Linked DNA regions of Hordeum vulgare: all the other regions are linked to region 2. Evidence: chromatin contacts called from public Hi-C data. All regions are on one chromosome and are shown on one strand. Each heading gives the region's core, a stretch centred on a gene start, on an enhancer-like site or on the middle of the called end of the contact. The rest is flanking DNA. Distances are from core to core; before and after follow the strand shown.

Region 1 (3,338 bases), core at 432-2,931, 620 kb after region 2:
CCCTCGTGACGTCCGTGATCTCATCCGGGACTCCGAACAACATTCCGTAACCAACCATATAACTCAAATACGCGTAAAACAACGTCGAACCTTAAGTGTGCAGACCCTGCGGGTTCGAGAACTATGTAGACATGACCTGAGAGACTCCTCGGTCAATATCCAATAGCGGGACCTGGATGCCCATATTGGATCCTACATATTCTACGAAGATCTTATCGTTTGAACCTCAGTGCCAAGGATTCGTATAATCCCGTATGTCATTCCCTTTGTCCTTCGGTATGTTACTTGCCCGAGATTCGATCGTCAGTATCCGCATACCTATTTCAATCTCGTTTACCGGCAAGTCTCTTTACTCGTTCCGTAATACAAGATCCCGCAACTTACACTAAGTTACATTGCTTGCAAGGCTTGTGTGTGATGTTGTATTACCGAGTGGGCCCTGAGATACCTCTCCGTCACACGGAGTGACAAATCCCAGTCTTGATCCATACTAACTCAACTAACATCTTCGGAGATACCTATAGAGCATCTTTATAGTCACTAAGTTATGTTGCGACGTTTGATACACACAAAGCATTCCTCCGGTGTCAGTGAGTTATATGATCTCATGGTCATAGGAACAAATACTTGACACGCAGAAAACAGTAGCAACAAAATGACACGATCAACATGCTACGTCTATTAGTTTGGGTCTAGTCCATCACGTGATTTTCCCAATGACGTGATCCAGTTATCAAACAACAACACCTTGTTCATAATCAGAAGACACTGACTATCATTGATCAACTGGCTAGCCAACTAGAGGCATGCTAGGGACGGTGTTTTGTCTATGTATCCACACATGTAAATGAGTCTTCATTCAATACAATTATAGCATGGATAATAAACTATTATCTTGATACAGGAATTATAATAACAACTATACATTTATTATTGCCTCTAGGGCATAATTCCAACATTTCCAACTACGATGACTAAAGTGACCACCAAGACAAGTATGAGGACCTCGAGTAAATTTTTCTCTTTAGTTTAATGAAATATATCGAAAATCTAGTGAATGTTGTCCGGTTTAAATGAAAATCATCCAATTTATATAAAAATCATTCAATTTCTGTAAAACTTGTTTGAAATGTATGCACACACATGAATGGATAGCCGGAACCCGTTCGGACGCCTTCACAAACAAATAGTGTGCGTGTTTTATGGATCATGTTCAAAGCGTCTCAATTTGTTTCAACTAATATTTATGCCTACATCTATGACGATTAGATTTGAAGATCAAACTTGCAAATCTCAATTTTATTTGTCCTCGTTAACAGCTTGGATTGTTAACCACCGCCTGTCACGCGAGCTGATGGATCAACACACAACATTTCGTGCTGTCGCACGCCGACATCGTCAAGAACTCAAGATGACCAGCCGAGAGCCGACGACCGTTGTTGAACCGAAGTGCAAAAGGTATTCGACTGACATCTTATTTTGTGCGAGCCGGCCTATTTTCCATCACACTTTGCCTCTGTTTAAAATTTGTCCCTCCTTAACTGCGTGTCACGCTCCGCCACCGCACGCGCGCCCTAAGGAACGGAAAAAAAAATGCGACTAGCGGTTTTGCGCAATGCAAACCCTCCTTGCGCCCACGCGTTCCCTCAACCAAGAAACGGAAAACACAGCGCCCACGCGTCGCAGCGTCTGCACCCACCCAACCCGCATCGCTGTCCCCTTTCCCCCGTTTCACGCACGCCCACGCGGCCACGCGGCCCCGCACCGCACAACGGCTCGCCACAAAGCCAACAAACCCAGCACCAGCAGCCCCAACCCTTTCCCCCCACGCTCCCAAACCAATCCGCGCCCCTCCTCCGTTCTGCCCCCCCGCAAAACCCTAGCTCCGTACCCTCGGCGGCCTCCACCATGAAGGGCAAGGCCGACGCCTCCAAGAAGGGCGAGGGCAGGTAAGATCTCCGCTTCTCGTCAAACTCTGCGAGGAAGGGTGGCAGGGATCCCTGCCGTGGCCGGACGTTTCGCATCTATGTATGCAGGTTGTGTGACTGGTTGTTTCTTGCAGGCTCAAGGCCGCCGGCGGCGCCAGCAAGAGGAAGAAGGCCGCCGCTGCCGCTGGCAAGCCCAAGCGCCCGCCCTCCGCCTTCTTCGTCTTCATGTGAGTCCTCGCTCTCCAGCGCTGCTATTTCGTCTCCCAGATCTCCAGATCTGTTCTACTTTTTGTTCAGCTTTTGTGGTCTCCTCTTGGTTTCTTAGTGTATCTCGTGTCTGTTTCGCAGGTCTGACTTCAGGCAGCAGTACAACGCGGAGAACCCCAACAACAAGAATGTCGCCAACGTGAGCTACCTTTCACTGTTTTCTTTTCACCTTTTTCGTGTCTTGTGTAGACATCTCAAGCTGATTCTTCCGTGCTCTGAGTGATTAGGTGAGCAAGGCTGCAGGTGAGAAGTGGAGATCTATGTCTGATGAGGTGAGTGCATCTTGCAATGCTCAAACTAGTCTCTGCATAGATCTTTCCTAGTGTACTTATCTGTTAGTACTTCTTTAACATACATAAGCTGCACAAAACTACGGCTTAGTTTGTTCAATGTATGTTTATGTGAAGTGGCTCAGTCGTAACTGAATAGTTAAATGCAATATGCACATCTATTTGTTCCACTAAACAACATATTTGTTACTAGGTGGCACGATTAATGTACTGTATATTTGGTTTATTGACCTGTTTAATTTGTTATTAGGACAAAGCACCTTATGTGGAGAAGGCTGGACAGAAGAAGCAGGACTATGAGAAGACCAAAGCCAGCTTCGAGAACAAGGTAATCTTGGGAGCATGGTGCATGTTCCATCAATTGTGAAGGTTTCAAAGTTCTAGTGCTAATTTGACATATCTTATTCCTTCAGGAGAGTGTGAGCTCCAAGAAGGCCAAGACTCAGGATGATGAGGAGGCTGAGGGCTCCAAATCTGAGGTCGAAGACGAGGGTAGCGATGAGGTATAAACATTAAGCATTTTGGTTGATGGTTTATGTTTCGAGTGCCAATGATGTTTACCTTCTAGTGTTTTAGTGACACGATTGATTTTTCTGCCTGCAGGATAATGAAGACGACGATGAGTAAATAGTGTATCCAAGCACGAGGTAGCAAATTGGGAGTTGGGTCCCCGCGTAGTGTACTAGTTTGCTATCCTGCTATCTTCAGTGTTAGATGATGAAATTTGGAAGTAGATGTGCCTTTGTGTGTTAAGGGGGCCCCTCTTAGACTTGTGGACTCATGGTTTGAGAAGTTGCTTAGTAGTGTATTAGCAGAGAGAGAGCCGAGAATGCCACTAGCTGTCTCTTGCTAA
Region 2 (3,057 bases), core at 442-2,941:
CGGGGTCGATGGCTGGAGAAGAAGAACGCCGCGGGAACCGGCATGGAAGTGCGTAGCCCCGCGACTGGGGAGCGCCTCGACGTCGAGGGGCGCATCCCGAAGCCGTGCCGAATCATCGACGATGAAGGAGAGTGCGCCGAAGAGGATCTCATGACCCATGCACAGATCTCCGCGGGACGACATGACGAAAAGATGAAATCGCAAACTCGCCGAAAGTCGCTTAGACGCCTGCCCCACGGTGGGCGCCAATTATCGTGGGTATAAGTCTGACAGTAGAAGTATGGTGTACGAAAGTATGGGCGGAGCCTTAGCTACGGCGAGGATGTATGAGTTCAGCCCCTCTACGGTGGAGGTAAAAGCCCTACGTCTCAGTGCTCTTGGGAGCTTTGTGTCGAGTGGATTATAGGATTACAGCAAGTGCCAACCCCCGTACCAGTGGTGAAGGGCGGCTTATATAAGTGCGCTGCCCTTCATAATGGCCCGGTGGACAGGGTGGAATAGTGGCGAGTAAATGCTTACGTTACAGGTAACGTAAGCTTTAAATGCTAATAATGGTGTATGAAAACGTATGTCCGTTGCCCTCCTCGAAGGTTACGATGTACAGAGTGGATTCTAGTCGGTACGTTAGATATGCTCCGAGCAGATCGTCGCCGATTGGATGATGGGGGCGTTCTTAGTTCAATCGAAACTGTCTAAGGGCCTTGTCTTCTATTAAAGGTAGTCTTTGAGTAGGACCTATATGGTAGACCTATAACCCTACCCTGAAATTATAACCCATCAGTTGCTCTCAAAACAAGGGACAGACGCCCGTCTAATACGTGTAACACGAACGGACCAGAAAATGGAGTCCGTTTGTATGGGCCCGTTGGATTTGCCCTTAATGTGAAAGAAGCACCAACCGATGGGCATGGGCTGCAAAGAGCGAATAAAAAGGCAAAGCAAAAGACGGCCTGTCGCCGGGGCGGTACATACATGATCATCATCTCATTGGGGCAGTGGTACGCTTGGTCTTTTATTCGGCTGAGATTTCCTAGACCCCTGCACGCCCTAGTAATAGTAATCGATGGGCACCCAAGTACCCTTTTCTTTCTTTTCCCACAAAAGAAAAAGAACAAAAAACGCGATGACAATCCGAAACCTTAAGAAAGCCTAGCGCAGCACGGCAGCCCCCAGCAAGCAAGGAAAAAGGAAAACAGCAGCGCGCCACCGCAGCGTATCCCCTCGACAGAGCGGAGCAGCGCAGAGAGCAGGTAGTCGCCCGGGCGGGCACTTGGCGTTAATCCGCTGATGGAGACCGGCCAAGCCCGTACCGCGGCCATCAAGCCGGGGAGGCGTCAATGCCTGCCCCCTGTGCGCATGCCACCAAACCAAAGCCAAAGCCTGCGCGCCCTGCACCGCCTCGCCAGCCGCCGCAGCCCTGGCCTCGCTTACGCTTCCAAAAGGAAACAAACAAAACCTGTTAAATGGAGAGAGGCGAAAATAACATGACGGTCCGGTGCTGCTGCTGCCCTTGCCTCGCCTGTCGTCCGTCATCCCCCCTCCGTTTCCCGTCACACTCCCCACCCACACCAGTGACACCAGCACCCACACTCTCGACTCGGGGGCGTAGATAGAAGAGACCGTCGTCGTGTGTGTGGGCCTTTCCCCCACCGCAAGAATACAAGGAGCGCCCCTTCCATATGAAGCCCGGAAAAAGAAGGAAGGACCGAGTCGAGCGAGTGCAAACAAATTCCCACGAGCAAAACGGCAAGAGCAGATTCCCCCTCCCCCACTTTGCTCCGCTCCACCTCCACGGCTCCACCACACACACACACACACACACAGCCATCGATATCATTTCCCCATCAGCCCCCCAAGTCCGTCGGTGTCATCATCATCATCATGGCGGGACGACACGGCCGCCTATAAGGTCGGCCCGGGGGGCGATCGTTGCAGGACTGTGGTGACTGGGCAGCAGCGGCAGCCAACAGCCGATCGAGCTGATTGCTAAGCGCCGCCGATGGGCTGCAAGGGGTCCAAGCTGGACGAGCAGGAGGCGGTGGCGCTGTGCCGCGGCCGCGCCGACCTGCTCGCCGTCGCCGTCCGCCACCGCGACGCGCTCGGGGCCGCGCACGCCGCGCTCGCCGGCTCGCTCCTCTCCGTCTCCTCCTCGCTCCACATCCTCCTCGTCTCCGCCTCCGCGCGCCCGCGCACGGGGCTCACGCTCCCCGCCGCGGTCAAGACCGTCGACCCTCCGGCGCCGCCGCAGCCCTCCTCTCCCCCGCACTCCTCCTCGCACATCGACTTCGCGCCGTCCTCCGGGTCCGACTCCGGCTCCGTCGCCTCCTCGCCTCCCCGCCGCGTCGACGATGCCCGCCACGACCAACTCCACCACCCGCACGCGCTTCACTTCCCGCATTACGGCTACGGCTACGGCTACGGCTACGAGCACGAGCCTCCGTTTGGGTACCCGCCGGGATCGCTGCAGCTCTACTACGCGCGGAGCCGCCCGCCTCCGGCCTCGGTCGCCGTCGAGCAGCGCGCGCCCGCGTCGGAGCGCGTCTACTTCGGCTCCTCCGACCCGGCGGGTGGGCACGCGCGGTACCATTCCTACGGAGGGGAGGCCGCGGCGGCAGGTAGGACGGCTGCACCCCCGCCGTCGCCGCCGAGGGCGAGCTCGTGGGACTTCTTCAATGTGTTCGACGACTACCAAGTGCACGACAACTACTGTTACGATGCTGCCGGCGCTGGGACCACGGCGACGACACCGTACACGCCGAGCCGGTGCTCGCGAGACGTTCGGGAGGAGGAGGGCATCCCGGAGCTCGAGGAGGACGACGCGGTCGTCAAGGAGGTGTCCAGCGAGCACTATATGGGGGGGAGTGGCGGCGCACGTAGCCGGCGCAGCTCGGTCGGCGGCATGAGCAGCAGCGAAGAGGAGAATTGCGTGGTCGATAAGGGAGTGCTCGCCGGGGGTGGCGTGTCGCGGCAACAGGCGCCAGCGCAGCCTAATGTCGCAGCCTCCGTGCCAACGCACCGCAAGTCATACGGGAGTGCAGACATCGCCGGGGAGATCAA
Region 3 (2,928 bases), core at 205-2,704, 810 kb after region 2:
ATTATAGATATATCCATTTTATCCATTTTGCAACAAGTAATTCTGGACGAAGGGATTATGTAACAACTTATGAATATTTGACGGTTGGCATATAAAGAATGGGATCCCCATAAAAATCCAGAAAAGAACTTGGGTCGTGGAACCAAACCATCTCTTTTTTTGGGTGTGGACAAAAACATAAGAACAATGTGAAACTACCGTAATCATGGGAGAACACAACTTAGTGAGAATTATATTAGTACTCCCTCTCTCTTGAATTATAAGATGTTTTAAATATTTCAATACGGATTAGATAGAAATAAAAGAGAGTGTATAAACACAGTAAAACAAATCTAATTACATTTGACTCAGATTAAAGGTAAAAATTAAAGATAAAACATCTTATAATACTAGTGAAATGAGAGGGTATTAAAGAGCACAGACTTGAATAGCTATCGAATTCTGGAAATATAGGGAAATTTTTGAAAAGTTAAAAATCCTGACGGCTCGAGTGTGGTCCGGCGCATGGTGGAAGGGGTCCACATATGCGCGCCCCTGCGCTGTCGCCGCCGCTGTGTCGGTCCGTGCCCCATCGGTCCGCCCGGATCGCCAGTTTCCGCCACCGTCGATCGTCCGCATTGCCGGATCCAGCCTTCGTCCATCGTCCTCATCGCATGCCGCCATGACCGGGCGCGCGTATACAAGTGTTACAAACGTCACCCAGAATTGCTGCAATGGCTATTTAAAAAAGCTTCAAAACCCATAATGAAAAAGCTTTAATCAGGCATATGTTAAGTTGCAAGCGGTCATTTGCCATGACGGAATGTTGCAACCGTTGACATAAAATGCTACAAACTTTGATTAAAAAAGCTGCAATTATACATATAAAAAGCTACAACCGTTGATGAAAAAAGCTGCAACCAGACATATAAAAGCTGCAAGCGGTCATTGCTATGGTGAAATGCTACAACCGCTGACATAAAATATTACAACCGTTGATGCAAAAAAGCTTCAACGAAGGACTGACAAGGCGCTCGCGTTTGTTGGCTCTGCAAGGACGACGACCGGCGACGAGGACGTCCGACGAGAGGGGGCGATGGGAGAAGGACCCCTCGATTGCGAGGGGACGGGGAGGAAAGGGAGGGGCTGGGGGAGCGCCGCTGCACGCTGAACGAGGATGGCTGACGAGATGCTCACGTTCGTGGTTCGAGGTTAAGACGAGATCTGACGTTTAAGGGCGCCCGATCCGACGACTGCTCTGTGACCGGCGTGAGCTCTCGCGTCGGCGCGCGAGCGTCGAGTACTGCCCATCTGTGTAGGTACCACTCATACACCGCCACGCGCTTCTTGTGGTCCCGGGGGACGTAGAAAACCGAAACATGCTCATGGACCACGTCCATGATATTTTCCCACGATTTTTTTGGCAAAATATATTTTCCCACGATGGCATGCCATCTTCTCTACAAAAGCACCGGCAATCCCTCCGAAAGGGAGACCACAGCCGCTCCTTTCTCATCGGTTTCCCCCGTCGCGAGATCGCCCGTTTTCTCTCAACGCTTCCGACCGGAGAGGAAGAGGAATACAAATCCCATCGAATTCGCCTGGTCGCGGTTTCATCATCTTCTGTCCCTGTGTGTGTGTGTGTGTGCTGGTGGTGGTGGTCTTGATCCGTTGTTAATTTCGATTCAATCGCCCGGACGCCATGGGATTGGGGAGCGACGCGAGCTCGTCGTCGTCGCGGCTGGACTCGGCGCCGCTGCTGCCGCACCACAGCGCCGAAGGGGGCCACCTGTCGTCGCAGCCCAAGACGTTCGCGAACGTCTTCATCGCGGTGGTCGGCGCCGGCGTGCTCGGCCTGCCCTACACGTTCTCGCGCACCGGCTGGGCGGCGGGCTCCATCCTGCTCCTCTCCGTCGCGCTGCTCACCTTCTACTGCATGATGCTGCTCGTCGCCTGCCGCCGCCGCCTCGCCGACGAGCACCCCAAGAAGCTGTCCTCGTTCGGGGATCTGGGGGACGCCGTCTTCGGCGCGCCCGGCCGCCTCGCCGTGGACACCATGCTTGTGCTCAGCCAGGCCAGCTTCTGCGTCGGATACCTGATCTTTATCTCCAACACCATGGCGCACCTCTACCCCATCTTCGCCCCCTCCTCCAACGTCTTCCTCTCCCCTAAGGCGCTCTTCATCTACGCCATGCTGCCGTTCCAGCTCGGGCTCAACTCCATCAAGACGCTCACGCTCCTCGCGCCGCTCAGCATCTTCGCCGACGTCGTCGACCTCGGCGCCATGGGGGTCGTTGTTGGACAGGACGTGTCGACCTGGCTCGCCGCACATCCACCCGTCGTCGCGTTCGGCGCCCCCGCCGCGCTCCTCTACGGCGTGGGCGTGTCCGTGTACGCCTTCGAGGGCGTCTGTATGGTCCTGCCGCTGGAGGCGGAGGCCGCGGACAAGAAGAAGTTCGGCGCCACGCTCGGGCTGTCCATGGCGTTCATCGCCGCCATGTACGGGCTGTTCGGTGTCATGGGGTACGTCGCGTTCGGCGACGCCACGCGCGACATCATCACCACCAACCTCGGCAGCGGGTGGCTGTCGGCCGCCGTGCAGCTGGGGCTGTGCATCAACCTCTTCTTCACCATGCCGGTGATGATGAACCCAGTGTACGAGGTCGCCGAGCGCCTGTTTCACGGCAAGCGCTACTGTTGGTGGCTGCGGTGTGTGCTCGTGGTCACCGTGGGGCTCGCGGCCATGCTCGTGCCCAATTTCACCGACTTCCTCGCCCTCGTGGGGAGCAGCGTCTGCGTGCTGCTCGGGTTCGTGCTGCCGGCCACCTTCCACATGAAGGTGTTCGGAGCCGAGATGGGCTGGGCCGGGGTTCTCAGCGACGTCCTCCTGGTCGTGCTCGGCCTCGTGCTCTCCGTCTTCGGCACCTACTCGTCGCTGGTGCAAATCTT

The links. A called contact is a pair of places that touch in the nucleus more often than the background predicts.
Region 1: a contact with region 2 is called in a Hi-C map of seedling, with 6 times the contacts expected there. The contact joins the promoter of LOC123402298 here to the promoter of LOC123403642 in region 2. A contact is called at or near these places in 1 of 6 Hi-C or Micro-C datasets (seedling) and 1 of 1 datasets of contacts at active chromatin or transcription factors (embryo).
Region 3: a contact with region 2 is called in a Hi-C map of leaf, with 6 times the contacts expected there. The contact joins the promoter of LOC123402846 here to the promoter of LOC123403642 in region 2. A contact is called at or near these places in 2 of 6 Hi-C or Micro-C datasets (leaf and seedling).

Annotation. Positions count from the first base shown.
Region 1 is chr6H:429,591,344-429,594,681 of MorexV3_pseudomolecules_assembly, forward strand. It overlaps LOC123402298 (DNA-binding protein MNB1B-like), which reads left to right and starts at 1,682. Exons shown (of 7, transcript XM_045096199.1): 1 at 1,682-1,949; 2 at 2,063-2,155; 3 at 2,277-2,334; 4 at 2,423-2,467; 5 at 2,736-2,813; 6 at 2,899-2,988; 7 at 3,089-3,338. The coding sequence starts at 1,909. The coding sequence ends at 3,112.
Region 2 is chr6H:428,968,583-428,971,639 of MorexV3_pseudomolecules_assembly, forward strand. It overlaps LOC123403642 (protein ALTERED PHOSPHATE STARVATION RESPONSE 1-like), which reads left to right and starts at 1,692. Exons shown (of 4, transcript XM_045097563.1): 1 at 1,692-3,057. The coding sequence starts at 2,000.
Region 3 is chr6H:429,778,386-429,781,313 of MorexV3_pseudomolecules_assembly, forward strand. LOC123402846 (amino acid transporter AVT3B-like) reads left to right here and starts at 1,455. Exons shown (of 1, transcript XM_045096803.1): 1 at 1,455-2,928. The coding sequence starts at 1,682.